Linked DNA regions of Gossypium hirsutum: region 1 is linked to region 2. A link is a contact called in public Hi-C data. All regions are on one chromosome and are shown on one strand. Each heading gives the region's core, a stretch centred on a gene start, on an enhancer-like site or on the middle of the called end of the contact. The rest is flanking DNA. Distances are from core to core; before and after follow the strand shown.

Region 1 (2,700 bases), core at 50-2,549, 190 kb after region 2:
TGCGAGTTATAATAATATAAAAATGATAAAAAAATATTGTAGCATGATAATGTGTAGCAAAAAAAAATAATGAATTATTGATTGAATATTAGTTTAATTAGTATGAATATTGTTGTTAATGTAAGAGAACGTAAGTTCGAATATGTTAAAGCATATTATCATCTTTTTTATTAGTTAGAGAAGAAGAATGAGTAATTTTAAATATTTCAAAAAAAAAAAAAAGCCGAGAGAGTGGCAACACACAAATATGCACAAATAATGCTTTACCAAACCCGCCTTACCTGTAAAATTTGGTCATGAGACATGCCTTACTACACTACCTCTATATAGAGATCTGTTAAATTAAAAAATAAATTTAAACATAAGAATTGAATCATTAATAATTTATCTAATTAAAACAAGACTCATGGTGAAATTAATACTGCCAATTAAAAACCATGAAACCATGTCTTTCCGTCCATTAACAGCCACCCGTAATTAAATATTTAATCAAATACTTATTTATTATGTCTGCATTCAATTTAATTCATTAAATGCTATGTTAAAGTTGAATTCGACTCCCTAATTCAGATTACTTTGATTTTTTTTATTTCTTTTTTATGATTTAAGATAAAATATATCAAATAATTTTTTTTTACAACTAGATCGTGAATTTTATTATATAATAAGTTAAATATGTAATTATTATATTTCGATAAAATTTGAGATTTAATTTTTATATTTAAAAATTAATTTTTATTTTTTTATTTAAAAATCTAATAGTAAGTATTTCTGTTAAAATTTAATATTTTAGAAGTTTGATTAAGTTATATGACATGTTAAATTAAAAATTTTGAGCAAAAATTAATAATTAGATTGAAAATTTTAAATAAAAAAATAAATATGAATAAAATCTTAAATTTTATACAAATACAGCCACTAACAACCCATATGATGTTATGAAAAGCGTTGCTAATATTTTAAGTTAAATTAAAAAATGGATGAAGAAGTTTGATGTAATAAAACGCATGGTTTTTAAGTGTATTTATGTTAACAATATTCTAATAGTGTAAATAAAAAAAGAACTAAAATTTATTTTTCATGTCGATAACAGTTTGTAGTTAAAAAATAAAAAATAAACAATTTGTATAAAAATATGTTTATATTTAAATAGTTCGTTATGTTATTTTTATATTTATTAATTAAAATAAATATAAGGGTATAAGAAAAAATAAAAATAAAAATTGGTACAAAAAAGAATAAATCATTGATGACCCAATCAGATTGATCTCTCAACAAAACCCTAGTTAAAACAAAGAAGGAAAGAATTAAAAAAGGAAAGAGAAATATTATTATAGTATAGAGAGAGAGCGAGGGGGGGGGGGGAAGTTGAAGGATAGGGGGAAATGAAAGAGGAGAGAAAAGGTGATAAAATAATAATAAGGAAAAGAAAAGGGGGAAGGAAAATAATAAGAAAAGGGAAAGAAAGAGTATAGTTGAGGAAGAAAAGGAAATAATAAGAAAAGGGAACCTTCTCTGCACTTCTTCTTTTCCTCTTTTTTCTTCCTATTTTGCCTCCTAATCTTCTCTCTTCTCTTTTACTTTTAATTTCTCTTTCAATCACTAAGCTAGCTTTCTTTCATTATTTTTTTTCCCTTTCCTTGCCTTGTTTTACTGCTAAATTTCATCTTCTAGTGTTTGAACTTTAGTTCTCTTTATGTTTCTTCTGAAAAACTAAAACCCATCATAAGTCACTGTGATTTTGGTGCTTGACTTGATCTATGGATGCATAAATCTGGGATTGGTTAAGCTCTGAACTTTCCTTTTTCTTTTTTTTTTCATTTCGGGTCAATTTTCTGCGGGATTTTTGAATTTTAGGGTTTATGTTGTAGTTGAATTCGTGTTTGAATTTGTTGGGTTGTTGTTGTTGTGATTTTTTTATGTGTAAATGTTGTTATTCTGTGATTTGTGATGTAGTGAAAAAGAAAAGTTGTGGGGAAGATCGATTTAAGTTTCTTCCTTGGAGTATTTTTATTCCATTTTCTTAAATTGACACCTTTGAGAAAAGAAAAAAAAAATTGAAGGGGTCAAAATAAATCAATTTTAAGCTCATAAAAAATACTTACCCTGAAAAATAATTAAAACTCACCCTGAAAAATAATTAAAACTCACCATTTTTATTGTGGGTTTTCTTATATTTTTAATATTTCCATATTAAACTGCTGATTATTATTATTTTCTTAAATACTGATTTTTAGAAGGAGGACTAGGAGAAAGAGCGTAGTTTCTTATTGTGTGGGGGTTGTTTGGGATTCTTCTGGGAGTACCTGATAGTTCACTATTAGATCTAATAGATAAAGCTAGGTCTTGGATTTCATTGGGAGCTAGTGATCTTTCCGGTTTCACTGGTGAAGAATTTCTGATGCTAAAAAACGGTGTTTGCCAAAAAATGTGTTGCTCTGAATGTTATACGAAGTTTGCTGATGAATTATCTCATAGATACCCCTGCCAAAGCTGTGGTCGCTGGTTATGTTCTAAATGTGTTGAAAGATATGAATCCCATGTTGTTGATGATGTATATCAATCAGATAATGCAAAAAGTAATGATTTTTCAAAGATGATGAGTGTTAAATGTTGCAAATTTTGCTGTGATGGGGTTAATGCAAGGCCTGAAAGTGGAGGAAGGAAGTATTCTTAGAAGGTGCATCCTTCTGAGTCTCC
Region 2 (2,700 bases), core at 81-2,580:
GAAGAAAAGAAAGACTCTTTATCAAATTGGCCACTCACTTATATTAAAGAAACATGAAAGCATACTAATATTAGTCCCCCTTTTCCATATTCACAGGCATAATAAGCTAGCTCACACAATTTCTTCAGATGAAAATTAAAAAGAAAGATGAAAATAGGAATAATGATGGAATGTTACTCAGTGAGCACTGAGCAAAGGTTCAAACAAGAAATCAGAACACAGAGCCAACCTAAACTGTAGTTTCCAGCATCATACAGGCTCACCTTCAATACGATATATCCAGGTAACACCATCTTCTGTGCATCATATACCTAAACAAAGCAGCTATGAACTCCTAATTTGTAATCCACCTAAACTAATTACTAATATTCATACTTCTTTGAAGAAGTTCGGCTAATTTTATTCATTTACAATATGGTAAGCCATATTTGACAAAAGCCCTCTTGGTTATTAGAGACATTCATCATCTTTTTTTTTTTTAAATAAGTGGGGGAAGCAGGTGTTATCAGGGTTTGAACATTGAACTAGGTGTCAACTAAAGACTTGATATCAATGCAATTCCTTTCCCACTACATCAGTGGCTTAGTTGATGGAAATTTATTCTCTTTTAAGCTACATGTAACATACAACAGCAAGATTCAAAGCAATTATGAGAATGGCAGGCAGGTGGATAGAAGCTACAGTCAACAAGAGATTAACATTAAATTCTTGTTCATTGATGACGATGCATTCCTAAATCCTAATTTCCAAGGATTATACAAACTAAGATGAAAAGAAATGATTAACTGGTCATAAACCCAATATATTAATTATCAAATCAGTATCCAGATTACCTAACAGATTAACTTATCATTTTGCACTTATTTTTAGCTCAAAATTCTTGTTTTTTTCATTGTTCCACACCAAATGTTAATCCTTAGCAAATGAATAAACTCTGATATCACAATCTTCGGTTCATAACTTAATTAAGAAACAAATAAATATACCAAAGTGTATTCTACCCAAAACCCATCAATGATCACATGTTCTATCCATCTAATAACTTGATGAAGTAGTAACTAAAGAAGCAAGCAATTAACCTGAAGAGGAACTGTAGCTGTGTTTATCTTTGTAGCGATCATAACTGATGCTTTCATGGGTAATAACTGTCCTTTGTCTACTGAAGTGGTAAGTGGGCTTTTCATCATCTTCAAGTTAGAGGATGCCATCTGTGTCTGGTATGTGTTACCGGCGGAAGAGCTTAGTGTCACTTTCAGCTTACGATCTATAGAGTCTATCATTGAATCGGTGAGTTTAGTAGGTGAGGCCACGGTGGGCTTTTGTTAGAAACAAACATGGGCCGGACAGGCTTGACGATCGAAACTGCAAATAGACAAAATTGGATTATTTTTGTAGAGCTGTCCAACGATGGGGTATAGTGATGGCAAAATAGTCCCGAGCTTAAAAGCTTGCCGGTAGTGATTCGAATTAGAGAAATTTCAAGCCCATCATAAATCCAAATTTGAAAAAGTCTAAGCTTGGCAAAATCTAAGCTCGAGAAAGCTCGAGCTCGTAACAGATCTATGTTAGAAACCGACTTAGCCTAAGCTCGAGATAAATCCAATCAAAGTCCGAATTTAGAATTGAACAACCATAACAACTATTAATAATTAATATATTTTTTATATTACCTGAAATAAAAATAAGATATAAATAAATGATAAATTTTTATTTTTTTGAAAATGTATTTATAAGTATTGCATATTTATATTAAAATTTTATTAATAGGAAAAGTAATTAATAATAATTTTTATGATAAATTAGAAAGTGAAATAAATTTCAAAAATATTAATTTAATATAAAATATTTTTAATACTATAATTATAAATGTATAATAAATATATAAAATTATTAATTATTAAAATCTATAAAATTAAACTTTAATGATAATATAATAAATTATATTGCTAATATACAAAATAATAATAGAATATATACTGCTAATAATATTATAATATGTAACTATTATTAATACATAATATAATAATTTATTATAATTTATTAGTATTACTAATACTTAAAATAATATAATGTATATAAATATTTTAAGTTTTAAGTCTAAATTCAAAAAATTAAGTCTTATTTGGGAACGACGTACCTATAATTAGGTTTTCTCTGTTTTCTTTGTCTACCAACTCATAGGTTTGGGGTTTTTTCAATTAGCATTCAATTTTTAAGGTTTCAATCAGGGATAGGAATTGTAAGCGTGAAGAGCCGACTAAAGGCATAAAGGCTGATCTAGCAAATCTAAACTTGGTCTATCTAGAGGACGATCCTATTGCGGGGTAAGAGGAGAACGATGTAGGAGAAGATGGTTTCATATTCTGTCTAGTGGGTAGGGTGTTAACAAACAGTTGTGTCCACTTTGCCCATTTAAGAGACGTGTTTTCGGAGTTGTGGCATCCGATTGAGGGGGTAACCATATCAGAGATTGAGGAGAAGCGAATCATATTCAGATTCTTTAATGAGGTTGATTTAAAGAGGATGTTAGATGGTATCCTTTGGTTCTTTAATCGTCATCTCTTAATATTTCATAAATTAAAGAGGGGAGGATCTGTTACAAGTTTCCCTTCATTATACGAATTTTTGGATGCAAATTCATGATCTACCTTTGGGCTCAATGTTAGAAGGTATGGCAAGACAAATGGGGAATTTTATTAG

Evidence for each region. Hi-C and Micro-C count contacts between places; a contact is called where the count stands out from the background.
Region 1: a contact with region 2 is called in a Hi-C map of hypocotyl, with 2.7 times the contacts expected there. The contact joins the promoter of LOC121227824 here to the promoter of LOC107924146 in region 2. A contact is called at or near these places in 8 of 34 Hi-C or Micro-C datasets (anther, callus, hypocotyl and 1 more).

What each region holds. Positions count from the first base shown.
Region 1 is chrA01:92,957,745-92,960,444 of Gossypium_hirsutum_v2.1, forward strand. LOC121227824 (putative 1-phosphatidylinositol-3-phosphate 5-kinase FAB1C) reads left to right here and starts at 1,300. Exons shown (of 11, transcript XM_041110631.1): 1 at 1,300-2,700.
Region 2 is chrA01:92,771,284-92,773,983 of Gossypium_hirsutum_v2.1, forward strand. It overlaps LOC107924146, which reads right to left and starts at 1,331. Exons shown (of 2, transcript XM_016854458.2): 1 at 1,080-1,331. The coding sequence starts at 1,280.